Linked DNA regions of Sus scrofa: regions 2, 3, 4 and 5 are each linked to region 1. A link is a contact called in public HiChIP or PLAC-seq data. All regions are on one chromosome and are shown on one strand. Each heading gives the region's core, a stretch centred on a gene start, on an enhancer-like site or on the middle of the called end of the contact. The rest is flanking DNA. Distances are from core to core; before and after follow the strand shown.

Region 1 (5,363 bases), core at 2,043-4,542:
ATTGAGAGTAAAGACTTCTATCTGCACAGCCTTTCCTGTCTATAGAGCACTGGGTTGCACAACAGCTTACTCTCCACTATGCTGGGAGGTAGAGGTGGTGGGTGATGTCACTCCCAATTTATGGAGAAGAACTGAGGCTCAGACAGGCTAGATGGCTTGCCCAGAATTATACAAGAAGCAGATGGTGAGCTGAGAGTGGGAGCCAGGTCTCCCAATTCCTGGTCCACTCTTTTCCACCTCACCTCTTAATTTTTGAGAGCACCCATGGATTACTTTGACTGAATCCCATTCTAGAACAACCCAAACTTTATCATTTAATGGCAGAGTGCCCAGATCCTACTAATCGCCTACTAATCTAAGGTCTTGGATTTTTCCATTTAACCCTATTTTTTAAGAGGCAAAGCAATGCTCAGTCAAGGGATTTCTACAGAACAAAAGCCTTCAAAGCACAAAGCTTCAAGCTACCACAACACAGCACTGCTGCCTCAAATCAAGGTCTCCCTTCCCAGGGGCTCTGGCCCTGTACAGAGCTGGCCAGAAGCCGAGGAGGAGCATAGGGGCAGAGCCTCCCCAAAGGAGGACAGATGGGCAGGCTGGCCCCAGCCGCAGCACTTTGAACAACCCTTTTCTTTTCCAGTCAAACATTCAGCGTCAGTTTCTCTCTCACCACCAGCTCCCTGGCAGTCCCCCTGCCACCAAACCCCATTCAGTCTTTGGGCTGGCTTTAAGGAGCTGATGGGCTCTGGAGGGATGGAGGCCATTCTCCTTTATGACTGGCAGACGGATGAAAGGAGGCTTGCAACTGGTATGGGGCAACTGTTGCCATCTGTCTGGTTGGACGTCACCAGGGATGGTCTCTCCCATTCACTCCTTCACGCACCGCTGGGCTCAGGCCTTTTGTTTGGTTGGCTGGGGTAGGGGGCTGCTGTAGGGCAGTTGGAGGGAGGCAGCGGGTGAGAGAAGCAGCTTCTTTGTGTCTGGACCAAACTTTCAGTGATTCACTAGGGTAATTTGCATGAGGAAGCTGCCCAAGTCCCAAAACACCCAAGTGATTGACAATCACCAGCCCTCTCCCCATTTCACACCCCCTGCACCTCCCACTTTGGCCAAACAGCTCCCCAGGGTTAGAGGGAGTGGCCCTGGCTCCTCTGCAGGGCTGAGGAGCAGGAAAAGCTGCTCTGGTCCTCTCTATCCATCCTCTGTCCCCATCCTTTTCCCAGTTTGAGGTGAGTCTGGTGTCTTCCTCCCTCCCCACCCCCATCAGTCCCTTATAGCTATTTTTCTTTTTGTTTGGTTTCTGTATACTAGGCCAGGCAGGCGGAGGGGCCAAAGCCGGAGGAAAGGCCCATTAGCCACCCAGCAGCTGAGCAGGGGGAAAAAAAAGGAACTGAATAAAGGCAGTGGGGTTGGCAGCCCTCCAGCCCAGCTCCTGATCTTTGAATAAAACCCCAGGTCAGGGGCTGGGATCAGTGTGTGGGAGGCTTTGGGGCATTTAATTATTTAAAGGTCTCCATAAAAGGAGCTAAAACCCTGGGGAAGGGGGAGGATAGGCAGATGGTGTGCCCAGGTTGCTGGGAACCGGGTGCAGGGTGGGTGAGAGAAGCAGGGAGGACTGAGCTAGAGGTCAGGGCTCAGATAGTAAGAGAATGGGGGATGGGAAGTGAAATAGAGCTGGCCCTCAGACCCAAGCAGGCCCTGCAGATAGACTTTCCCGCCACCAACTAGGGGCAGGATCTCTCTTTCCTGTACTCCTGCCCCCGCCACTCCCCAACTTCAAAATTCCTATCTGCCCTAAGACAGATCCTTTTTGGAAACACATGACAAAACTGTTAAGTATAGGGGATCTCCTCCTCATCTCTCTTCTGCCACTTAGGAATGCTCCAGAGTGGGTCAACGGTGACCTGAACCGGGCAGAAGGATAGGAAGATTTTCTCTGGCTTCTTTCTTTCTTTCTTTGGTAAAACTCCTATAAAATAAAACTGACCATTTTATCTAGTTTCACTTTTCAAGGTGAGACATACGTGAGTCTGTGGAAATACAGAGAAAGCAATTAATTGGAGGTCCTGCCCTTGCGGGCACATGCTGCTTCCAAAGGCCACCCAGTATAGACTTTTTCTCTGACAGTATTGCCGGGAAGCTACATCTTGAAGACCAAGGTCAGAGAGGGTCCCTAGGTAGAAACATACTACCTAGGTTCAATCTGAATTCAGCTCTGCCATGTACTAGCTCTGTGACCACAGGGATGTGATTTAACTTCTCAATGCCTCAGTTTTCTCATCTTTAAGATGAGGATAAAAAGTTGTTAGCAGAGTGCCCCTTGGGGCGCAATGGTAACAAACCCAGCTAGTATCTATGAGGCCACAGGTTCGATCCCCGACCCCCTTCAGTGGGTTAAGGATTGCGGCATTGCCAGGAGGTATGGTGTAGGTTGCAGATGCGGATCGGATCTGGCAATCTGTGGCTGTGGCTGTGGCCAGCAACTTCAGCTCTGATGCCATCCCTAGCCTGGGAACTTCCATATGCCACAGGTGTGCCCCCCCCAAAAAAATTTTCCCTCTCAGTATTGTTGAGGGGATTAATCGATACACGTGAAGCACTTAGAAGAATGGCTCTCAGTAAGCACACAATAATGTTATTAAATATTACTGTCATTACCATTACCAGATTAGGAGGCTACACAATGGAAACTGAGAGAAACAGGAAATTTGGGAAATGCGTTAGAAGCCAAAGGGGAATTTGGCAAGGGTGTAGATTTGCCTACCCTTTCCCCCACTTGTAATGAGTCATGGTTGGAAATGTGGTCTTTGCTGTTCGTAAATCGTGGTCCTGTTCAGGTACCCCTCCTGTGCTACCTGCACCCCTCTTCCACCTTCACTATGCTGAGCTGCCAACAGCTCCAGGTCCTCAGGCCCTGACGACCCTCTGGTCCAGACCAAAGCTTTGTGGCAGTTTGGGCGCAAACTGTTTTACTGATGAGATGACCAATTCAAATGGTTAGAGGACCTGAGATTTGACTCTTCTGCATCCTGGGGCTCCCCTCACTCTCATTAGCCCCTCCCAGGCCACACGGTCACGCGCTATGAGGTGGTCACTTGGTCACTTGTGACGCACACACTGCAATTCAGCACCTCTATTAGCCTGTCTTCACTTCTCAGTCTGGTCGGTCTCTACGTGTGAGGTGGGCTTTTTTTTTTTTTTTTGCACCTTCCAGCAAGGCAGTTTTCCCATCCTCAAAACATCTGACGGGCAACGGCGTCACTTTTCAACCGAGGCGGTTCGGCGTGGGCTGCCGGGACTCAGACGTACCCAGCCAGGGTGGGGCCCCGGGGCGGCTGCGGGAGTGAGGGCAGGCAGGTGTCTGGCTCCCTCTCTCCCGGATGTGGGCTGAGGGGAGGAGCCCCCGTCCCTCAATCCCTACAGAGCTGCAAGCAACCAAACACGATCGCGAGTCTGTTTTCCCAGTTTGGCAACAGGTTTGGGGCAGAAGCTTTAGCCTCCTCCCCCCTCTGGGAAACCCAACCTCAGCAACAAGCTGCTGATTGGCTGGCTGGCGGTGCAGCGTGGGCCAATCAAAGCCCTCTCTGCAGCTCGAGATTTGGCAGAGAGGAGTTTAAGGGGGCGGGGCGGGGCGTGGGGGCGGTGCTAGGTGGTTTCCTAGCGGAGGTGCTCCCCTCCCCTGGCCGGGGATAAGCTGGCCTTTCCAATGGGAGGAGCAGGCGCGGGAGGGGCTGAGGCACAGCGGCCACTGTGCTGGGAGACCCTCTCGACTGCCCCCTGCTGCCAGTTATTTCGGGTCCCTAAAACTTAAGTCTTTCCCCTATTTCTGTGGCTCCCCTCACAGTCTGATTGCAGGGTTGGTGCAGTCGTTCTTGAGCAATTCCAGAGGTTCTGAGTTTGAACAATTATGTTCCTAAGTTCGTTATTTGGCCCTCTTCATTTTCTTCCTATATATCTGTGTGTGCTCACGCCCTCCTGTGGCCGTGTCACCCACTCTCCAAAACCAAATCAAGTTTTATTACGCTGGACCAATTAGCACCAGCTTCCTGGACTTAGTATGCATTTCGAAGGGCATAGATTGTGAGCTATGTAAAAGAAAGTATTTTGAATAACCTTGGTCCCCCACCTCAATGCACACACAAAAAAACATACAGATTCAAAAAAAAAAATCCATAGTAGTATCAACATTAGGACTCTAGAGAAGATGAATAGGGTACCATTCTACCTCTGCCACTTTCTGGCTATAAGACCTTGAGCAGATACTTAAGCTTCCTGAATGTCAGTTTCTACCTATGAAAAATGCTAATGATAATAGCCTCCACCTCCTAGCATTATTATGACAAAATGCCTGGCACAGAATGCCTAATAAATGATATTATTTTAGCTATTAATCATAAAGGAATCACTATCCCTTTCCCACATTTAATCTCAGCCCTCCGTTTTGGGTTTAGGTGCTAGGGATAGCAACTAGATTCTAGGGACATTAAAAATTATTATAAGTAAACCAATTTAAGATAAAAATTTACATAGCCTCAGGAGTTCCCTGGTGGCTTAGTGGCTAAGGATTTGGCATTGTCACTTCTGTGGCTTGGGTCACTGCTGTGGTGCAGGTTCCACCCCTGTCTGGTAACTTCCCCATGGTATATAAGTAAATAAATAAATAAATAGTACTTCCTTCTATGGGAAAAGAATCCAAAAAAGAATGGATATATAGTATGTACAACTGATTCACTTTACTGTACACCTGAAACTAACACAACATTGTAAATCAACTATACTCCAATAAAATTAAAAAAAAAAAAAAAAAAAACTTAGCCTCCAGCCTTCGTGTGGGTACTGCTTCTAGCCCATAGATTTTACTGAGAGAGATCAATTGGAAGGATAGGATTCCTTTTTTCCTCAAAGATTTTTCTTCAAAAATCCTCTCTCTTAAAAATTTTAGAACAGCACCCTCTGAGAATTTACAATAATCCAGTTTTAATAGGATTTTTCATTTTGTTTTGTTTTGTATTTTTAGGGCTGCACACGTGGCATATGGAGGTTCCCAGGCTAGGGGTCGAATCGTAGCTGTAGCTGCTGGCCCACACCACAGCCACAGCAACATGGAATCCGAGCCACCACAGCCACAGTGATGTGGTATCCGAGCCATGTCTGCAACCTACACCACAGCTCATGGCAACGCCAGATACTTTAATGCACTGAGCAAGGCCAGGGATCGAAACAGCATCCTCATGGATGCTAGTCAGATTTGTTTCCACTGAGCCACGATGGGAACTACTCATTTTAATAGAATTTAACATTCACCTTTTTTTCATGGACAGATGGAGGGGCCTACCTGATCCCTCTCTATATCTCCCTTAACACCG
Region 2 (5,363 bases), core at 1,984-4,483, 480 kb after region 1:
ATGCCTGGGGTTATATACAACTACTCCATTCTAGTTGCAGATTTATGGTCTCTCAACTACTCTCTATGCTGACTGTCTTCCAAATAAGAAATTCACTAGATAAATTTCAGAAAAAGAATTATGGAGTTCCCGTCGTGGCGCAGTGGTTAACGAATCCGACTAGGAACCATGAGGTTGCGGGTTCGGTCCCTGCCCTTGCTCAGTGGGTTACGGATCCGGTGTTGCCATGAGCTGTGGTGTAGGTTGCAGACGCGGCTCGGATCCCTCGTTGCTGTGGCTCTGGTGTAGGCTGGCGGCTACAGCTCCGATTCGACCACTAGCCTGGGAACCTTCATATGCCACGGCAGCAGCCCAAGAAATAGCAAAAAAAAAAAAAAAAAAAAAAGAAACAATTACTCTGTAACTTTTGGTATTTATTCCTTCTCATTACTAGATAGTATTGTATCACGTCAATATACTAGAGTGTATTTATCCATTTTAAATGTGTTCATGTACATTTGGGTGGTTTCTGTTGTGGAGCTGTTGTAAGTAGTGTTGCTTTGAACATTCTTTAACACATCTAATGTGTAATTAGAACTAATGTATGTATTTCTTTTGGATTATATCTTGTCATCTAGCAGATCATTCTAGATGTGCAGGTATTCTTGTTTTTCTTGTTCCCCTTTTTAAGAGCTTGGGAAGGACAGAGATACTATCATGTGTTAAGCCTTTGAGAAGTCACAAATGGGAAGGATTTTCTTCCTTAACTCTTGAACTCTCAGCTTCAAATCATAACTGCAGTTTACTGAGTCTCATCTATTTGCTCAGTGCTTCATATGCATTTCATTTACTTTTCTTAAGAAACAAATTAAATAGCTATTGTTACTCCCATTTTAGCTGAGGAAGTGAGGCCAGGAGGCATTAAATCATTTGTCTAACATCACATGGCCACTAATTAGCATGATAGAGATTAAAACCCTGTTATCTTTGATTCTATAATCTTAACTATTATATTGCCCTGCTTTTCTAAATTAAGTGTAGGCATTTAGGGGTTCATGGATGAGGGCAAAGATGAAAGAAAAGGAGTTCCCATCGTGGCTCAGTGGTTAAGGAATCCAACTAGGAACAAACAGGTTGCAGGTTTGATCCCTGGTCTTGCTCAGTGGGATAAGGATCCGGCGATGCCGTGAGTTGTGGTGTAGGTTGCAGATGTAGCTCGGATCCCGAGTTTCTGTGACCGGTGTGGGCCGGTGGCTACAGCTCTGATTAGACCCCTAGCCTGGGAACCTCCATGTGCCTTGGGTTCGGCCCTAGAAAAGACAAAAAAAAAGAAAGAATAGCAAACCCTGCTCCTTTAATCTCTGCGTCATGCAAGAGGATGTCACTTTAAGCATCTTGCTTCCTACTACTCAGAATCATCTCATGCCACAGGTTTTTCAATTCTATATGAACTTTGTCCAGAAAAAGTGTTTTTTTAAATTTGAAAACAGTGTGTTTTTCCTCTTACAGAAAAAACGCAGTGAGATTCCTTGTTATTGGGAAAATCAGCCGATGGGATGTCAGAAGCTAAACTGTGCTTTCCATCACAACAGAGGGCGTTACGTCGATGGCCTTTTCCTACCTCCAAGCAAAAGTGAGATTAGTTTTTAATTGAATTTTAATAACACTTAGTATGCACACAGTACAAAATACTTCATAGATGTAGCCTTCTTTTAGTCTTGTGAGACAGTAGCATTATTTCCACTTCACAGATAAGGGAATTGAACTTTATTAAGGTTAAATGTCTTGTACACAATCATAAGCCAACAAATAGGAGAGTCACAGTTAAAACTTTGTTGCCAAAAGTCATGCTGTCTCACAAGTGTTTCTTGGCAAGACAGTTTAGATTACAACAGCATACCTCATTTCCTGTTTTCTTGTCAGACCCATACAGATTTAAAAAAAATTTTTTTTTTTTTTTTTGATTCTCCAGGCCAGGGTTTGGCAAATCTGATCTTCCACTTGTTCTATGAAATAAAGTTTTGTTGTAATGAAGCCATGCCCATTTGTTTATGTATTTTCTATGGTCAGATTTTCTGCTACTATTGCAAAGTTGAGTAGTTGAGACAGAGTTCTACAAGGCCTAAAATATTTACTATATACTTTTTTACAAAAAAATATTTACTAGCCCTTCCCTGCGGTGTAATCTAAAACATAACTCACTTTCTACCAGAAGCTCGTATTTATTTCTAAAGTTCCTTTTGAAGTAATTTCCTAGTGGAACGATGGGTCGTTTAAAAGCTGTGTTTGCTTTATGATTAAAATTCCATAGTTGTATATTTTCATCTATCATTAAGAAAAAAAAGTAGGTTCACAAAACCTTTTTGGTTTGGTTCAAAAGTGTTAGCAGAGTTCCCGCCATGGCTCAGCAGTTAACAAATCTGACTAGAATCCACGAAAGCAGGTTCCATCCCTGGCCTCTCTCAGTGGGTTAAGGATCTGGCATTGCTGTGAGCTGTGGTGTAGGTTGCAGATGAGGCTCAAATCCTGTATTGCTGTGGCTGTGGTGTAGTTCAGCAGCTATAGCTCTGATTCCATCCCTAATCTGGGAACCTCCATATGCCATAGGTGTGGCCCTAAAAAGCAAAAAAAAAAAAAAGTATTACCTACTATCTCTTTTAAAAGCTCTTCTTGATCAGAAAGCCTAGAATTTCAATATTAAATGTTTAGAATTTGTGAATAGTTACTATGCATCTAGCTTCCTGTTTATTCTCTATATTGAATGCCGACTTTGTATGTGTTTACATATAGTGAATGGTTGTTAGCCAGGAAAGCCACATTTTCAAAGCTCCCTGGAAGTTTAGAACCTAATTGGGAAAATGTGGAAATTTGAAAGTAAATTTTTAATTAAAAGATACAAATTAAAATAAAAAGACAATGCTCCTAAGGAAAATCCCCAAACCTATCATAGGTGGTCAGGGATTTTTGATGAATTGGGACTGTATCTTCTTGTATGTTCTACTGTTTTTTTGTTTTGTTTTGTTTGCTTTTTCACAGCCATAGCCACAGCACATGGAAGTTCCCAGGCTAGGGGTCAGATCGGAGCTACAACCGCTAGCCGATACCACACCCACAGCAACAGGGGATCCAAGTCATGTCTGCCCCCTACACCACAGCTCACGACAAAGCTGGATCCTTAACCCACTGAGTGAGGCCAGAGGTCAGACCTGCCTCCTCATGGATCCCAGCTGGGTTTGTTAGCCACTGAGCCATGAAGGGAACTCCTGTGTCTTCTACTTTTAATTTATGACTGTCTTTGTATGTGTAGCTGTGTTGCCCACTGTGCCTGAGTCACCAGAAGAGGAAGTGAAAGCTAGCCAGCTCACAGTTCAACAGAACAAATTGTCTGTCCAGTCTAATCCCTCTCCTCAGCTGCGAAGTGTTATGAAAGTAGAAAGTTCAGAAAATGTTCCTAGCCCTACACATCCGCCAGTGGTAATCAATGCTGCAGATGATGATGAAGATGATGATGGTAAGTTTTAGTTCTTTCTTTAAAGGAAGTAAATGATCAGGGTAACTTACTGATTTAGACAGAATTCAACTTGAAGATCTAGGCCTATTCTTAATTGAAAATTTGCCTTAAATTTTGATAATGTAGATCAGTTTTCTGAGGAAGGTGATGAAACCAAAACACCTACCCTGCAGCCAACTCCTGAAGTTCATAACGGATTACGAGTGGCTTCTGCTCGAAAACCTGGGGTCAATTTAAAACAAGGTAAGAAATGGCTATATTGATGCTAGTTCCTGCTCATAAATCCTACAGTGCTGTTGAATGTGTGTAAATACCTGTTTTTTAAATACCTCTGAACTTTAGTTCATAATTACCACCCCCTTCCTCTTCCCTGCTCCCATTATACTCACACACCTACTTACACATACTTTCTCTTATTCATTCAGAAAACATTTGCATGCCAGCCATGTACAGATAAAATGCAAAGGTGAAATGGTGCTAGTTCCTCACACAGTTGCTGTTTGCATTTCTAGGTGAATGTTTGAATTTCGGAATAAAAACTCTTGAGGAAATTAAATCAAAGAAAATGAAGGAGAAATCCAAGAAGCAAGGTGGTGAGTTATCAGGAGTTTTGACCTGGAGGGTTGAATGTTGTTAGAGAACAAGGATACTTCTGATAATAAGGACACTTGGCACCAACCAAAATGAGCAAACAGTTTTTGATTTTTGTAGTTTATAAATTAAACTCGGATTTATTTTAATGATGGTTGCTTTTTTAATTCATTACAGCTGTGTTTCAGTCCCTAAATATTCTAGACATTTAGAATAAACTGAAAGAACTTATTTTGAGAAATAACTCTAAAGAACAGCATATAAACTGTTATTAAAAATAGAAAAGTTTATTTTATGGTAGGTGAGCTCTTCCTTAAGAACAGCTAGGCTTTTCTTCTGGTGCTTGCCTTAGCTTAATCTGTATTTCTGACCTTAAAAGTTACAGATAAAGTGTAAAATGTAGTATTTTAGAGATAATCAGATGATTGGGTCTAAGTACCTTCTTGCTGAAGCTTGTTCTTTAGGAACCTTGGAGTTGTGTTTTCCAGATGATTAATTATAGATAGAGAAGATTGAATTGATACGCCTAATGTAGCTCTTGTGCTTCTGAGGTTACCTTTAGAATAATGTTAGCCTTATTAGTATATAAAAGTAGATTGAATGCCTAAGTCAGTCAAAACAGTTTCATGTTTTATATTCACTTTGTGCCAAGGGCAGGTAAGAAATAAGATTATCTCCCCTTCCCCTGCCCCATTTCCCTGTAGGCAGACAAAATGAAGACGGATTGGCTTTTGTAGTCCAGTGGTCCGTATTGGACTTATCTGGTCACAGAGACGAAATTTCTTGATTTGTGAAAGCTTTACTTTCCATAAATTACTTACTCTTCTTTGACTTGATTTATTCAGAAGGTTCTTCAGGAGTTTCCAGTCTTTTACTCCAGCCACAGCCTGTTCCAGGTCCTGAAAAAGAGAATGTCCGGACTGTGGTGAGGACAGTAACTCTGTCCAACAAACAAGGTGAGGTATAGGTAGGTCGTAAGTGTTGTCAGCCTACTGCTTTTAAATGACTGGGAGGAGCAGAATCCTTGCATGTATTTTGCTCTTAATGGATTTGCGGGGAAACTTCAATATGTTGACTGGATAGGATGAAAACTTAGTGCATTTGACTCTGCTATTTCAAAGGTTGAAATTCTTAACCAGGCAGCTCTCACATTTATGTATTCTGTTTACTTTTTACATTTACTGTTTATTTGAATCCAGCAAATTTATTGACTGCCCATTGAAGGTAAAAAAAACTATAATAAACCCTTTAAATTAGAGAAAAATGTAAAATTCTTTTCCCT
Region 3 (5,363 bases), core at 1,814-4,313, 360 kb after region 1:
CGTGCCCAAGGTCCTGGACCTTATTGTCAATGGCATTTCTATCAACAGTGCCTATACGTCCAAGATTCTGGTAAGCTCTTCCTTTGCCTAGACACTTACAACCGGTGGTTGGAGGGAACTGTGAATTTCCTCTTGCTTATTCTGCCTGGATTAGCATCCCACATCCCATTTCCCACAGAGAGAAAGTGTTGAAATAAGACCAACATAGGGTAAGACAGCAGCACCAACTCCAGGGCAACTAAAAAAATCCCTAAGCCTGTAGTTTCCTTCGTGGCTCAACGATTAATGAACCCAACTGGGATCCATGAGGACGTGGGTTCAATCCCTGGCCTCGCTCAGTGGGTTAAGGATCCAATGTTGCCGAGAGCTGTGGTGTAGGTCTCAGATGCTGCTCAGATCCCGCATTGTTGTGGCTGTGGTGCAGGCTGGGAGCCGAAGCTCCGATTGGACGCCTTAGCCTGGGAACCTCCATAAGTCACTGGTATAGCCCTAGAAAGACAAAAAAAAAAAAAAAAAAATCCCCAAGCCACAGTCTCCACTGACCTCTGTCTGCCCCCACAGACTCTGGTGTATGTGCGAAAGCTTTCTAGAGGAGATCTTCCCTTCCTAGGTCCTTTCCCCCGCCTTCTGCCCCTTAGTCTATAGTCCCATGTGTGTTTTCTCCTCTCAGCCTCCAGAGAAGGAGGGCGGCCTGCCTCGGCAGGTGGGCAACAAAACCGAGTGTGCTCTGCTGGGCTTTGTCACGGACCTGAAGCAGGATTACCACGCCGTGCGTAGCGAGGTGCCGGAGGAGAAGCTCTACAAGGTGTACACCTTCAACTCCGTGCGCAAGTCCATGAGCACCGTCATTGAGAAGCCCGGCGGCGGCTACCGCATGTACAGCAAGGGTGCTTCTGAGATCATCTTGCGCAAGTGAGTGCCCTTCCCCCACTTCTTCTTTCCGACAGGATCCTCCCCTCGGGAAGGTCTGGGTGCTATGGCCCACGCTGAATCCACCTGGATGATGAACGAGCCCTGCTTCCAGGTGGTGACCTCAGGACTAACCTCTGAGCATTCATCCAGGCCAAGTTCAGTACCTTGGACGGCTGACTGTCTTTATTCTTCACAATACAATTAGATGGATGCTGTCCTTACCCCCGTTTTACAGATGAGAAAACAGAGGGGCAGGAAAGTTAAGGAATTTGCTGAAGGTGGTACAGCTAGCAGTGGCCCAGCCAATATTCAGACTTAGGCAATCTAAGCTTCCATTTCTTACTCAGAATAAGAAATGGAAGCTTAGATTGCACCATCTCATAGGGTTACTCTGATTAAATGATTCAGGGTACGTCAATGCCTTGCACATAGCAAGTACTAGAAATGTTAGTTCTAGAGTTTCTGTCGGGGCTCAGCGGTTAACGAACCCGACTAGGAACCATGAGGATGTGGGTTTGATCCCTGTCCTCACCCAGTGGGTTAAGGATCCAGCATTGCCATGAGCTGTGGTGTAGGTGCAGACATGGCTCAGATCTCACATTGCTGTGGCTCTGGCGTAGGCCAGAGGCTGCAGCTCTGATTGGACCCCTAGCCTAGGAACCTCCGTATGCCGTGGGTATGGCCCTAAAAAGACAGGAAAGAAAGAAAGAAAAAGAGAGAGAGAGAGAGAAAGAAAGAAAGAGAGAAAGAAAGACATGTTAGTTCTATGTTCCCTTTTCCTTTCATTCTCAACGATTTTTTTTTTTTTGTCTTTTTAAGGCTGCACTCGCAGCATATGGAAGTTCCCAGGCCAGGGGTCGAGTTGGAGCTGAGGCTACCAGCCTATGCCAAAGCCACAGCCATGCTGGATCCAAGCCACATCTGCAGCCTACACCACAGCTCACAGCAATGCCTGATCCTTAACCCCTGAGTAAGGCCAGGGATCAAACCTGCATCTTCATGGATACTAATTGGGTTCTTAACCCGCTCAGCCACAACGGGTACTCCCATTCTCAATTCTGATCACAAGAAGTTGCAGAACTTAATCAAAGTGGCTAGACTATCCATGGGTCACTCAAAGTTGACATACATGGATATAGGGACAGTAGCTGAAAACCAGGGCCTTAGCTTGGCTTTAGCCACCTCCTTTCAGTCCACACATTCTTGTGGAGAACACCCTTCACATGGAGCACTCTAGATCCTGGGGATGGAGAAAGTCTCTCTACTTAGAGAAGCTCAAACGAGCAGGTGATCCACAATTGACTCTTGGTATTTCATTCACATAGGGGTAGGGACAGATGTCATGGAAAAATCACATGCTCTACCAGGAGTTCCCGTCATGGCTCAGTGGTTAACGGATCCGACTAGGAACCATGAGGTTGCAGGTTCAATCCCTGGCCTTGCTCAGGGGGTTAATGATCCCGTGTTGCAGTGGCTGCGGTGTAGGTCAGCAGCTATAGCTCCGATTAGACCCCTAGCCTGGGAACCTCCATATGCCTCAGGTGCGGCCCTAGAAAAGACAAAAAGAAAAAGAAAAAAAGGAAAAATCACATGCTTTACCCCCCTAACCTTATTACCTACCCGCCACCCCACCTTGGAAAAGGGACTCAGCTTTGGGTGATGGATAGAGATTTATGGCACCGAAGAATGTCTTTAGGAGCTGTGCAGAGTGGCCAGAATGTCTGTTAGTGACTGTGGAGGTGTGCCGAGTGGGAAGGGGGCTGCTGCTTTCTGACTGTGTGCCTCCCCAGGTGTAATCGAATCCTGGACAAGAAAGGGGAAGCAGTGCCATTCAAGAGTAAGGACCGAGATGAGATGGTACGCACTGTCATTGAGCCCATGGCCTGTGAGGGACTTCGGACCATCTGCTTAGCTTACCGGGATTTCAATGACGTAGAGCCCCTGTGGGACAACGAGAGCGAAATCCTCACTGAGCTGACCTGTATCGCAGTGGTGGGCATTGAGGACCCCGTGCGCCCAGAGGTGAGGCTTTGGCTTGGAAAAGGGGCTAGGAAACATAAATGGAAGTCTTCCAGGGGCCCCAGCCATTGCGCAGGCCCAGTATGACCTCATGAGAAGCCACCCGGGAGTCATGGGAACTGGGGCACTTGTTGTCTTCCCAGCTGTGACCTAAATAACTTAGGCAAGTTACCTAACTGCTTCTCATGTGCAGGGATAGATGTTTCTGTGCGTCCTGCTTCACGGAACTGCTGTGGCGTTCTAGCACTGAATTGGTAGGAAGTGGCATTCCTCTGCTTCACTTTGTCAGAGGAGTGAGTAGCATAGGTTTTACTGGGCTTATTGTTTAGTACTTAAGAATAGTCAGGAGTAGAATTAACTGGGACACCAGCTTTGTTTCTAGCCATCTTCTTTCAGTCAGTGCATTCTTGTCAGGCACCCCTAACAAAGCTGGACACTCCTCTCAATATTAGGGCATTGAAAAAGTCTCTGCTTCTGAGAAGTTCAGGCCAGTGGACTAGCGGTCGTCAAGACCCAGAGGCATGAGAGGGTGTTGTGCATTTGGGAAACTTAAAAAAATTGATGTGGTTGGAGGACTTGTAGGGGGACGGAAGAGGATAAAAACCTCTGCTAGCAAGGAAGGCAGTGGCAAAATCTCAAAAGTCCAGACATGCCCTGCTAAGAAACTGAGATTGTAAGTGGGAGAGTAAGCTTTTACACCTGGCTCCTGAAGCAAGTCTCTCCTTCAATTCATGGCACAGTAAGGTGAATTCAAATGTGAGTGTTGTGGGCCGGACAGAAGCAAGGTGGCACCAAGCAATATCAAAATGACCAGGAGTTCCCGTCGTAGCTCAGTGGTTAATGAATCTGACTAGGAACCATGAGGGTTTGGGTTCGATCCCTGGCCTCGCTCCGTGGGTTAAGGATCTGGTGTTGCTGTGAGCTGTGGTGTAGGTCACAGACATGGCTCAGATCTGGCGTTGCTGTGGCTCTGGCATAGGTCCAATTAGACCCCTAGCCTGGGAACCTCCATATGCTTCGGGTGCAGCCCTAGAAAAGACAAAAATACAAAAAAAAAAAAAAAAAAAAAAAAAAAAGACCAGACTTAGGAGTTCCCCAGTGGCCTCATAGTTAAGGATTCAGTGTTGTCATTGCTGTGGCTTGGGTTCAGTCCCTGCGCAGGGAATTTCTGCATGCCATGGATGCAACAACAAAAAAATGACCACAGTTCCACTTCCAGAGTGCCTCTCTCCTGTCCACAATGAAAGCACAGCTGTCCGGGCCTTACCATCTCCTTCTTTCCTCTTGCCTCACTCTCCACAGGTACCGGAAGCTATTGCCAAATGCAAACGAGCTGGCATTACTGTCAGAATGGTGACAGGGGACAACATCAACACAGCCCGAGCCATTGCCACCAAATGTGGCATCGTAACACCTGGGGATGACTTTCTGTGCCTAGAAGGCAAAGAATTCAATCGACTCATCCGTAATGAGAAGGGCGAGGTGGGTGTTGGGTGGGAGGAATCAGGGCCACGTTTGCTAAGGGGGTGGGGGCTTGGGTGCTGGTTCTTGTGTAAGGCATCTGGGAGACAAGGGAGAAAGTGGGTGGTTTTTAAACTAAAGTCTATTCATAGTGAAATATACCTTTTACCAAAGCTGCTCAGACTGTAAAGTGGGGGGGGGATCTTTCTTCTTGTCATCTTCATTCATAAGCTATCTTTTAAGACAATGCCGCTAACTTTTCACATCTTCCCATCTTTTTCAGTCCTAGGATGATTTTGTCCTGATTTTCCTCTACCTCACCCTTCCTGTGTCACCGTCCTGTGACTGACAGTGGCACAGGTTGGTAGGAGGTCATGGTCTGGGTGTGGAGCAGGCCAGAGCTTCCTGCTCTGTGTAAAAATCAAACCTAAGACCTCAGAAGCACTGCTTTAGCCACCTGAGCCAACAGCTCACCCTGGCCCACCTCAGAAATAGGGAATTGGCTCCCAGGTAGGGAATTGGGAGGAAAAGGAAGACAAGCAGGGCCTGAATGGCCACCACCAATGAATCCAGCCTTGGCGACTGAGTTGGTTGCTTCATCTCCACTGGAGGAATGCAGATCTCCCAGAAGCTCTACATCTGTGCAGTAAGATTGTCCTGCATGGCTATTCTGAGCGAGACTGTCCCCTATGTGCTCTGATGTTGGCAGGTGGAGCAAGAAAAGCTGGACAAGATCTGGCCTAAGCTCCGGGTGCTGGCGCGATCCTCTCCCACTGACAAGCACACGCTGGTGAAAGGTGAGGCCGGTTCCTGAGTAGGTTCCCCCGGGGTAGAGGAAGGCAGGCCAGGGCAAGTGCATTTAAGGACCATCAGCCAAAGCAACTCTCCCATCCCGAATAGGAAAGTCCTAAGAGAGCCTCCCGGCTCATGGGGAGGATATACAGTTTAGCAAACCTCTGAGCCCCTGGTGA
Region 4 (5,363 bases), core at 1,802-4,301, 340 kb after region 1:
ATAAGAGGATAAACAAAAATCAAGACAATTTCAGAAATATCATCATAGTGCTATGATAGGAAAAAAGTGTGTTATGGGAACACATAGTATAGGGACCTAAGCTAAAGGGATTGCAGGGATGGGGAAGAGGCTTAGGAGTTGGCAGCAGGACTCCTCAGCCGTGTGATTTCTTGCGGGGGGGGGGGGGGCTCTGGCCTGTCCATACTCGGTGGTATTTGCTACCACTTACTAAGTGTTCCCGACCTAAGATGCAAGCATCTTACAAAAATAAACTCACAGACAGACTTATAGTTAGCAAAGGGCATGGTAGGGTAGAGGGAGAGATAAATCAGGAGTTTGGGATTAACATATACACAGTATGATATATAAAACAGGTAAGCAAGGATCTGCTATATAGCACAGGGAACAATACTTAATAGCTTAGAGTAACCTACAAAGGAAAGGAATCTGAAAATAGATACATAAGATGCGAGCATCTTTACCTTGCATAATTACTTGAGCAGCTCCTAGGTTTGGGGATCTAAGATTCTTTGGGGAGTAAGTAGCAGGAGGGGAATGAATCTGTTTTAAGACGGCCCAGGAGGAGTCCCCATCGTGGCTCAGTGGTTAACGAATCTGAATACCATAAATGAGGATGTAGGTTCGATCCCTGGCCTCAGTGGGTTAAGGATCTGGTGTTGCGTGAGCTGTGGTGTAGGCCACAGATGCAGCTCGGATCTGGTGTGGTTGTGGCTGTGGCTGTGGTGTAGGTCGGCAGCTATAGCTCTGATTCAACCCCTAGCCTGGGAACCTCCTTATGCCACTGGTTCAGCTCTAAAAAAAAAGACAACCCAAATTTTGATTTGGGTTCATTAACTGCAGGATTTAGGTTAGTATCTCCTGCCTTCTTAAGATCCTAAGGGTAAGCTGAGTCCCTGTTGCCTTTTGAGATCGGTAGCATGTTCTACACATTGGCACTAGTTTAAAGTGTGAGAGACTCATGCCAAAAGAGTATCTTGAAGGAGGGGAAGGGGTGGAGTAGGCAGACCAGCTAGAGCAGCCACACAGTGACAGCGATGGTGGCGTGAGTAGTTGAGGCAAGCCCAGTACCTTCATAAAAGAAATAGGAGTTCCCTTCGTGGCTCAGTGGTTAACGAACCAGGCTAGTATCCATGAGGATGCAGGTTCGATCCCTGGCCTTGCTCAGTGGGTTAAGGATCCAGCATTGCCGTGAGCTGTGGTGCAGGTCGCAGACCGACTCAGATCCCGAGTTGCTATGGCTGTGGCATAGGCTGGCAGCTATAGCTCCAATTTGACCCCTAGCCTGGGAACTTCCATATGCTGCAGGTGCGGCCCTTAAGAAAAAAAAAAGCAAAAGCAAAAAAGGAATAGTACTTGGCAGAGGGGTGGGAAAGGTTTTCACAAAACCTGAGGGAAGCAACATCAACAGCGGGCGGTTGGTAGATGATTGAGAAAGACAGGAGAGTGAAACTGCTCTTTAATGGTCCCTCCTCCGCCTGCACAGAATTCCACCCTGCATCCTGGGAGTGCCCTGTCTAGTTCGAGTTATATGCTTAGGGCTGAATTAGGCCAAACGTGTATGACAGCTACAGGCCTTCTCTTTCCCAGGCCAACCCCGGGCTCTGCGAATTTCCTATCCAGGTCCTCCTTGCCTAGAGCTAGGCTTCTGGCTTAGCTGGCAAAATGCTGCCACACCAGGGCTGGAGAATCTGAAGGCAGGCCATCTGAGCCCAAGACCCCTTCCTGCTTTCTCCCCTTCCACCAAGCCCGGAACCTTGGGGGCTGTCTTCTTTTGGCAGCTCAGCAGAAATTCTCATGAATTTTGTTTTGCTTTCAACCTTCTTCTTGTTGCGTTGACCCGTCAGCTTGGGGTGGGAGCATTCCCCCCTCGGCTGAGGCAGATGTTGCTCCTGCCTGCCGTGGAAGTGGGGCTTTCGCTCTTTTTATTTAGCTCCGAGGTGTGAGCACTGGGGAGTGTGACACTGGCGGGGAGCGTGTGCATGCAGCATGGGAGAAGGTGGCCGAGCAGAGGGTGAGGAAGGCACTTTGGGGAGCTTTCTCTTCTCTCTGCCAGAGTCGGAGTGTTCAAAAAAAGGCATTCACCAGATAGGAGTTCCTATCGTGGCACAGCGGAAATGAATCCGACTAGGAACCATGAGGTTGCGGGTTCGATCCCTGGCCTCGCTCAGTGGGTTAAGGATCCGGTGTTGCCATCAGCTGTGGTGTAGGCCACAGATGCGGCTCAGATCTGGCATTGCTGTGACTGTGGTGCAGGCCGGTGGCTACAGCTCCGATTCGACCCCTAGCCTGGGAACCTCCATATGCCACAAGTACGGTCCTAAAGAGACAAAAGACAAAAAAAAAAAAAAAAAAAAAAAGGCGTGCAGCAGATAAACAGACACATTCCCTCAGGAGGCTGCCCACCTCGGCAGGGCTTTGGGACTGAGAGTGAGGAAGGGTGTTCTTTTCTATGTCTGTCATCCTCTGGCTGTGACCTTCAGGTGACTGCGTTTTCTCTAGGGGCTGGAAAGCCAGCAGGTAGAAAGCTATGAGTGTATTCAGTTAGAAGTAGGAAAGCTGTCCGCATCCCCAAGGAGTGCAGTGGGTTAGCAGCAGGAGCTGGCGGAAGTCCATCCGTCCCTGGGTTGATCTTAAGCCACTCTTCCCCTTTGCCCCTAACCCGGGGTTTTTAAGATAGGACTTGAGATGGATTCTCCTGTCTGTTCTTCTCGTGTACCAATAGGAGTGCCTTCAAACCTCTCCCTTGTGCTATCTGTGTGGGAGAAGATTCTGCTGTTCCTTTGGCAAGGTATCATAACTCACACAGCTGGGAAGTCCCTCATAATGTCTAACCTAGCTCCACCCTTTCTGGGCCCAGGCTGGCTCTGATAAGGGGTGCCTCTGGCGCCAGTCCTTGGCCTCCTAGGGAAGCTGGCCCTGGCCCTTCCCTGCTGGACCCAGGCCACTGAGGGCCTTTCCTCCTAAGCCCTGGGTCCCTGCACAGGCTTACTGCAGACACAGATTTTCCATTGCTGCCTCTTCCATCTCCAGCCAGCCGGGGCAGGGGCTGTGTGACTCCCCAGCGTGGGGTGGGGGTGATGACTTCACAGCCTGACATTCTTGTCACCTCTCCCAGCTCATGTGTTCAGTCTGGCTCTTAGGGCCAGAAATCCTCCCAGTTTGGGTGGGGCTTTCTTGCTTATGTTCTTGGGGATAAAGTCTCCTCTCATTTTCTTGATGTATTTCTAGGGAAAATCCTTTTCCCATATTTCCAGCATTCTCTCTCTGCCAAGTCTCCCTTCCCCTCTTCAGGAAGCTGGGTATTGTAAAGCAACTGCAGAGACGAGGGACCAAAACCCCCTCCTGGGCAGGACAAGTATTTATGTGAAATCACAACTGCTGAGATCAAGGCCTGAAAGCCTCTCAGGGGCAGGAAAAGTTGGAATGGAAAGCCCAAAATTGGGGATTGGCCGAGCTCCCAGTCCCACATGGCTTTCCTGTGCCATGCCACATGTCAGAGAGGATTCCCAAGGCCACCATGCCAACAGCCCCAAACTGTGCCTCCCTGCCGCAAGGCAGGCTGGGAACTTGGGGCAGCCACTTGCCTTCTTAAGGTAGCTGTTGTAAGAGCTTAGCATGACTTAAGGTGGAGCAGAAAGAGGAGAGAAAATGGCAAAAAGGAAGTAAATGTGTGACTTAGAGGGCATCTAGTTGAGAGCCTTTTTTTTTTTCCCCATAATGTATCTTGTTTCATTGGCTTGAGTCCAAAAAAGGCCAGTAAGGAAACTTTTTATTTTTTCATTTTTTTTTATTTTATTTTATTTTTTATCTTTTTAAGGCTTTACCTGCAGCAGATGGAGGTTCCCAGGCTAAGGGTCGAATCAGAGCTGAAGCTGCAAGCCTATGCCACAGGCACAGCAACGCCAGATGCGAGCCATGTCTGAGAACTACACCACAGCTCATGGCAATGCCGGATCCTTAACCCACTGAGTGAGGCCAGGAACCGAACCTGTGTCCTCATGGATGCTAGTCAGATTCGTTTCCGCTGAGCCATCATGGGAACTCCTGAACCTTTCATTGAATACAAAATTCGTAAGTTGGATGCTGATAGACCTGGTGTCACCATCCCTGAGGACAGGAGAAAGACAGAACTAATTCACCCCAATTGTAAATAAAGAGTGGGAACAGGATGATTTGCCTAAGAGGTGCCAAGAAAAGTGGCATGTGGACCTGCCCTGAGATGAATAAAGAAGGGTGACCAACCATCCCTGGTCGCTTGGGATGGAGGGGGTGTCCCAGGAGGCAGGAGCTTCAGTGCTAAAATCTGGAGAGTCCCAGGCAAAGCAAGACAAGTTGGCACACTAGAATGAAGCCCTGGCTGAGTGCAGCTGCCTCCACATCCCCAGCCCCCTCTGCGTGGAAGCTGACATCCAGCTGCTTCCTGTGGAGCAGTATAGACTGTGCCACATACTTCCTTGAGTAGTTACAAAACCTCTCCAGGCCTTGGTTTGCTTAGCTGTGAAATGGGGTTAGTAGCAGCTCCCACACAGGACTTTGCAGTGTTTCAGTAAGATGCCTGGTGGAGCGTCTGGCACACTTATAATAGCATAAGTGGTAACCATCTTATTTATTGCTTATTCGTTCAGTTCATTCAACAAATTTGTATGTGTACTGTGGGACAGGCACTGCTCTAGACTTCAGGAACAAAGACAAAAATCCTGCCCTGGTGGAGGGGGACAGGCAAACGTAGGATAAATGGATCATATAATCTATTAGGGAAGAAGACCCGTGGAGGGAAACAGTTGAGCAGGATAAGGGGATCGAATGTGCCAGAGCAGAGAAGTCCGCCTTGAATCCGATGGTCAGGGTGGGCCTCACTAGGAAGGTGGCATTTGTACAAAGATCTGAAGGAGGGGAGAGCCATGAGCCCTGCCTAGTGAGGAGGAATCTGAGAAAAGAAACCACGTGGCAGGGCCCCTGAAATAGAAGTGTGTCTAGTGTGTGAGAGAGACTGGCAAGAAGGCTCGCTTGCTGGGATCCCAGTGAACAAGGGGAAAATGGTATGAGTTAAGGGGTGGGGGACTGGGGGCTCATAAAGGGCCTTGTAGGCCATCATGAGGTCTCCCGGACCCAGTTTCACTCCAAGTAAAAGCCACCAGAGGATTCTGAGTAGAGGAGTGTCATGGCTTGGCTTGAAAGAGATCATTCTGGGAGTTCCCATCGTGGCGCAGCAGAAACGAATCTGACTAGGAACCATGAGGTTGCAGGTTTGATCCCTGGCCTCGCTCAGTGGGTTAAGGATCTGGTGTTGCTGTGAGCTGTGGTGTAGGTCGCAGATGTGGCTTGGATCTGATGTTGCTGTG
Region 5 (5,363 bases), core at 1,808-4,307, 310 kb after region 1:
CTGGCTCCAGACTGTCAACTCTCAAGGGCAAGCTGGAGAAAGGGCCTTCCAAAGACACCGAGTCAGTATCTTTATTTCACTTCTGAAATCACATCGACTTTCGCTTCTGGTTGCCTATTGTCTTTGCTTTTTAGGGCCATATTCACGGCATATGCAAGCTCCCAGGCTAGGGGCTGAACTGGAGCTACAGCTGCCAGCCTACACCACAGCCACAGCAACAAGATCTGAACCTGCACCATGGCTCACAGCAACGCCAGATCTCTGACCCACTGAGCGAGGCCAAGGATTGAACCTGCATCCTCATGGTTACTAGTCAGATTCATTTCTTTTTTTTTTTTTTTGGTCTTTCTGCCATTTCTTGGGCCTGCACTGTGTTTTTAAAGAAAAGAAAGTTTAAAAAAAATCCTCAGGAATAGATTGGGCGGGGGATGGACAGAGAGAAAGGAGTTAGGAAGAACAAGAGGCTGTCACTATCTGGAAGAGAATTAGCAAATGTAGGTCTGGGGACAAAGACAGGATCTAGTGTATATGATGGAGAGTGTTCCTGTGCTTTTGGTAGGCAACTCAACACTCCTCTTCAGTTGGGATGCTTTGGAATGACCCTGAGATGCCAGCCTCTTAGAGGCTGCACCAACCAGCACTTATAAATCCGAGAGTGACAGAGTTTTGGTGACCTCCATGACAGATATAGGCTTATCCAAAGAATGTTGGCACATATTGAATGCAGGCTCAAGGGCTGGGACATGAAGTCTTGGGCTCATCCATGAGCTGGTATCACCTGTGTGACTCTGAGGAAGCCTTCCACTACTCTGTCCCTTGGACCACAGGCAGGGTTCACCCTTATACCTGCTTCTTCCCTAGGGAGTTTCCACCCCTGTATCTTTCTCCCTCCTAGGCTGTCTTAGGGAGATAGGTGAGAAAAATGAAGGGAGATGCTTTGGTTTCCATTATGAAGACAGAGGAATCTTCATTATTATCCTAGTTACTCCAGAATCTCCTGCCATAACACAGGAAGATCACAGACTGGGTGTTATTGTTGCACATGTCACTCAACTGCTGAACTTCATTCAACCTTTCATTCTCCTTAAAATATCAGGTAATATAATTCTGAGTACCTTACAGGGCATAATGGATGTGAAAGTACTTTGTACAACACAGAACACCTACAAATATAGATTATTAATTTTTTTTAATATTTTTGGTTGGTTGGTTTTCTTCTTTTTTTTTTTTGGTCTTTTCTAGGACCACACCCACGGCATATGGAGGTTCCCAGGCTAGGGGTCGAATTGGAGCTACAGCTGCTGGCCACAGCCACAGCCACAGCAACGCTAGATCTGAGTTGTGCCTGCGACCTACACCACAGCTCACGGCAACGCCTGGATCCTTAACCCACTGATCGAGGCCAGGGATTGAACCCGAAACCTCATGGTTACTAGTCGGGTTCGTTCACCACTGAGCCACAATGGGAACTCCATAAATATATAGATTATGACTTACAAAGCCCTTCTTCCTGACTCCTCTGAGGTTTGGAAGGCCCTTTCTCCAGCTCATCTAAAATCTGAGCCCTCTTTCTTGGGTAGGGTGAGTTCTCACCATGCTGTAGATGGAGGGTGAGTCCCAGAAAGTGAGTGACTTTCTCAAAGTGGGTGAAAGGGTTGGGGCTCTCGCAGCATTAAAATGAGCCTTTTAACTGAGTTTTCTGCTCTTGACTGTGCTACTGGCTATAGCAGCATGACCTTGAGCAAGACCCTTAACCTCTGAACCTGTTTCCTCATCGGTTATGTGTTTCTAACCATGAGGATTGTTAACAGATAGTCTAGGGGGAGGATGTGGAATCTAAATGGAAGTGTTCAGAGAAGTTAAAAGCACTATACTTGTGCGCAAGGACGCTGTTACAGCTCAGAGGTGTTCCTGAAGATGTTGAGATGAGCCGGTGTTTGATCAGACTAAAAAGTCCTAGAATCAATCCTATTCTGTCAGAATGGTAGGGGCAGTAATTCAACCCCCTTAATTTTACACACCAGAAAAATTAAGTCGCAGGAATCCACATGGTCTCCACTTGTACCCTGACCAGGTCACACTCTCTACTCCAGAGCTCAGGTCGATGGGGTGCCCTCCAATTTACTTCTCCCTCATCCCAGTGCTGCTGAGTGAGGACTAATGACATGGTTGGCTCTGTTTATACTGTAATGTCCTGTGCCAAAGCCTCTCAGATTTGCCACGACCTTCTGTGAGGGGTCTTTCATGCTATCCTCTCAGAATCACCCCAGTTTTTGCCATGCCTCCGACATCATGCATCCACTGATAATCCGCATTCGTGAAGTGGGCGCGCTGGGCACAGTAGGGAGCTAGCTCGGCCCTGCGCCCATCCGCCCATCGGTGGAGACTCAGGACAGCGCTCTACGAGGAAACCTGTGTGGAGCGGCCGGCTGTGAGTTGCAGCCACAGAGATGAGCTCTCGGAGTGTGTAGGGAGGGCAGGTGAAGGGCGGGGTGACAGCTGGAAGGGCTCCCGAGGCCTCCCAAGGCTGAAGGGTGGAGATTCCTTCCCGGGGTGTGGCGCGGGGAGGACGAGGGTCCTGGGGGAGGACTGGGGACTGCCGGGCCTGCCGGCGCGGTGAGTCACTGCCCATTCTGAGCAATCGCGGGCTGTGGGGTGGAGCCGCCCGCCTTCTCCCAGGCTTTCGTGCGGAGCCAGACTTAGAAAGGCCAAGGCTTTTGCCGCCCCAGCTCTTCCCGGCCGGGGCCGGGACTGGGACGCGCTGGGAGCCGAGCTGTGCCGACACGTCGGAACCCGGCCGGCCCGGGGCGAGGGCGAGGGTGCGGAGCCGGGCAGCCAGGCGAGCGGAAGGGGAGGCCACGGTGCGCGGCCCAGCTGCCACCCCCGGGCTCCGCCCGCCTGCTCACCGAGCAGAGGCCCGCGCGGCATTGGGAGGGGGCTGGGCAGCTGGTCGCCCGCCTCCTGAGCCCACTGCCTGGAGCTCCCTGTCAGGGCGCGGTTGGTGGCAACGAGTGGATCCAGGAAGTCTCAGCGGGAAGGGGTTGGGGTTCTCCTCGACCTGTTTTACTTTGGATCCAAAAGGAGACTGGCGCTTGGGCCCGTGCCCCATTTGCTGAGAGCCTCCCTCCATGGTGAAATGAAATGCTTCTCCCCACCCAAAGCCTGGGACTCATCCCAGCATCTTCTCCCTCCCACCTTCCTTCTGTGCCCCTCCTGCCTTCTGGCTCTCTGGTCTCCAGAAGAACAATGCAGATCAACCCCCCTGCCCTGCTTCCCTTTACTTTCACTTCTCCCCGCCCTCTCACCCCCCAGATCAGACCCTCTAAGGTATTTGATATATTAGCATTTAATATGGTCAAATGCACGTATTGACTAGGTTGTAACATGACAATTTTAGACCATGAAATTGACAACAGAAGTTCTCATCTAAAAGAGAGTCTTGCTAACTTTTGGTAGTTCCATGACTGTCTTTGATCATGAGAATTGAAAAAATGTTGCTGGCAGAAATAGTAGAAACCTATTTTTCTCTTCTTTCATCCCTAGCACTCTCTTTTTCTTGCTTTGATTTCTCAGGTGCACAAAAAAAGGATAGTTCATGGTACATTTTCTTCACTGGTTTATGAAGAAACCTCTCTTTTGCTGCTAATTTATATAGCTTATTTATGTATTTTAATAACCTGTTCAAGACTCCTGAACTCACCACCCAATCAAAAAATGAGATCTACCGTATTTTGCATTCATCTCTAAGCCTTTTCTATCCTATCCCCCACCTCTTCACCCAACCCAACCACTATCTGGTTACGACTGTTTTGATAAACATATGTATGCCTAAACAAATATATTATTTAATCTTACTTTATAGTCTTTATTAAATTATTAAAAATTTATACTGTGTACAGTCTTCTAGACTTGCTTGTTTTCTTTCAATATTATAACACTAAGATTTGTCCCTGTTGAGTATAGCTGTAGTTCATTCATTTTCACTGTTATATTCTATTAGTGAAGCTATCACCCCTTTTCGCCATAATGAACAGTACTGCCACAAACTTTCCTATTCATGTTTCCTGTGCAAGTCTCTCTTAGGTGTAGATCTCAGAAGCGAATTGCTAGATCTTGGTATGGGAATATTCAGTTTTACAAAATAATTACAGATTGTTTCTTGATATGTTTTTAATGGTTTTGCCCCTACCAGCAAAGTGTATGAGATGCTGTTGGTCCATGTCCTCTCAAGTACCTGGTATCATCAGACTTTAAAACTTTTGCCAACTGAATGCTATAAATAGTATCTTGTAGTGGTCTTGATTTGCATTTCTCTGATTACCAATGAAGTTGAACAGCAGAAATAATACTTCACAGATGAGATTCAAAAATTGCAGACATTGGAGTCAATTGGATATAGAAAAATTTTAAATATATTTAATATATTAAAAGAAATAGGAGGGTATTGAAAGAATGGTGCAGGGACAGGAAACTCGACTGACCAAGAAGATATCCAAAGAGAAATTCTAAAAATGAAAAAAGAAAAAAAATAAAGGGAATTAAAATTTTCATGATTAGGTTAAAATAATAGTTTATAGCTAAAGATAAAATCAGGAGTTGTAAGATATTTCTGAGGAATCTATATAGACAACGGAAGGTGGAGGAGGTAAAGATGGAAAAAGTTATTGAGGCATAGAAAGTAGAGCAGAGATGGACAAATTTTCTATAAAGGGCCAGATAGTAAATATTGCAGGCTTTGTGGCCCAGATGGTCTTTGTCATAACTACTTGACTCTGATGTTAGAACATGAAAGCAGCCACAAACCATATATAAATGAATGGATATGTCTGTGTGCCCATAAAACTGTATTTACAAAAACAGGCAGCAGGCCAGATTTGGCCCAGGTTATGTAGTTTGCCCACCTTGGGAAGAGACTAAAAAAATACAGTTAATTAATGCTCCAGAAGGAGATAATAGAAAAGGAGTACAACAGTGTTTAAAAAAGCAGTAGCCAGGAATTGATAAAGTATAATCATTATATTTGTGAGGCCTAATGAATTCCAAGGGAGATAAATAAAATTCGCCATTAGACATACAATAATGAAACTACAAATCATCAGAGATAAATAATTTTAAAGTAACCCCAAAGATAAACATTCAAGGAAATGACAATTAAGACTGGCAACAGACTTCTCAACCTCAACAATAAAAGCCAGAAGATAGTGGAATAATACTTCAATGTGCTGAAGCAGATACCTACTAACAGAATTCTGTCATCAGTGAAAATTTTCTGAGAATGAGGGCAAAATAAGGTCCTTTGTAGACAAACCAAAACAGATTTCTACCAGAAGGCTTTCCACAAAAGCAATTTCTAAGGGAAATAG

What was found. HiChIP or PLAC-seq counts read pairs in DNA pulled down with a chosen protein or histone mark.
Region 2: a contact with region 1 is called in an H3K27ac HiChIP or PLAC-seq map of alveolar macrophages. The contact joins two enhancer-like sites. A contact is called at or near these places in 1 of 47 Hi-C or Micro-C datasets (embryonic fibroblasts) and 1 of 2 datasets of contacts at active chromatin or transcription factors (alveolar macrophages).
Region 3: an H3K27ac HiChIP or PLAC-seq map of skeletal muscle shows a contact between it and region 1, with 3 times the contacts expected there. The contact joins two enhancer-like sites. A contact is called at or near these places in 26 of 47 Hi-C or Micro-C datasets (adipose tissue, alveolar macrophages, blood and 17 more) and 2 of 2 datasets of contacts at active chromatin or transcription factors (alveolar macrophages and skeletal muscle).
Region 4: an H3K27ac HiChIP or PLAC-seq map of skeletal muscle shows a contact between it and region 1. The contact joins two enhancer-like sites. A contact is called at or near these places in 18 of 47 Hi-C or Micro-C datasets (adipose tissue, alveolar macrophages, blood and 13 more) and 2 of 2 datasets of contacts at active chromatin or transcription factors (alveolar macrophages and skeletal muscle).
Region 5: a contact with region 1 is called in an H3K27ac HiChIP or PLAC-seq map of skeletal muscle. The contact joins two enhancer-like sites. A contact is called at or near these places in 2 of 47 Hi-C or Micro-C datasets (mesenteric adipose tissue and skeletal muscle) and 1 of 2 datasets of contacts at active chromatin or transcription factors (skeletal muscle).

The regions. Positions count from the first base shown.
Region 1 is chr9:64,051,064-64,056,426 of Sscrofa11.1, forward strand. No RefSeq gene overlaps it. Among named protein-coding and RNA genes, the nearest start is that of BTG2, 20 kb to the left of the region's middle. Within about 2 kb of position 3,293, at least 57 of the 83 cell types and tissues checked have an H3K27ac peak or open chromatin away from gene starts, as enhancers often do. A contact at or near this core is called in adipose tissue, alveolar macrophages, embryonic fibroblasts and 5 more, where this site is marked.
Region 2 is chr9:64,533,563-64,538,925 of Sscrofa11.1, forward strand. ZC3H11A (zinc finger CCCH domain-containing protein 11A) reads left to right here. Exons shown (of 19, transcript XM_005656653.2): 6 at 1,489-1,612; 7 at 3,287-3,490; 8 at 3,617-3,733; 9 at 4,003-4,083; 10 at 4,927-5,037. Among named protein-coding and RNA genes, the nearest start is that of ZC3H11A, 17 kb to the left of the region's middle. Within about 2 kb of position 3,234, at least 16 of the 83 cell types and tissues checked have an H3K27ac peak or open chromatin away from gene starts, as enhancers often do. A contact at or near this core is called in alveolar macrophages, where this site is marked.
Region 3 is chr9:64,412,363-64,417,725 of Sscrofa11.1, forward strand. It overlaps ATP2B4 (plasma membrane calcium-transporting ATPase 4), which reads left to right. Exons shown (of 21, transcript XM_021063194.1): 10 at 1-70; 11 at 671-912; 12 at 2,703-2,934; 13 at 4,234-4,413; 14 at 5,102-5,189. Among named protein-coding and RNA genes, the nearest start is that of LAX1, 46 kb to the right of the region's middle. Within about 2 kb of position 3,064, at least 1 of the 83 cell types and tissues checked has an H3K27ac peak or open chromatin away from gene starts, as enhancers often do. A contact at or near this core is called in skeletal muscle, where this site is marked.
Region 4 is chr9:64,393,845-64,399,207 of Sscrofa11.1, forward strand. All of the region lies in intron 2 of ATP2B4 (plasma membrane calcium-transporting ATPase 4), which reads left to right. Among named protein-coding and RNA genes, the nearest start is that of ATP2B4, 60 kb to the left of the region's middle. Within about 2 kb of position 3,052, at least 34 of the 83 cell types and tissues checked have an H3K27ac peak or open chromatin away from gene starts, as enhancers often do. A contact at or near this core is called in adipose tissue, embryonic fibroblasts, fetal liver and 4 more, where this site is marked.
Region 5 is chr9:64,356,449-64,361,811 of Sscrofa11.1, forward strand. All of the region lies in intron 1 of ATP2B4 (plasma membrane calcium-transporting ATPase 4), which reads left to right. Among named protein-coding and RNA genes, the nearest start is that of ATP2B4, 23 kb to the left of the region's middle. Within about 2 kb of position 3,058, at least 70 of the 83 cell types and tissues checked have an H3K27ac peak or open chromatin away from gene starts, as enhancers often do. A contact at or near this core is called in mesenteric adipose tissue and skeletal muscle, where this site is marked.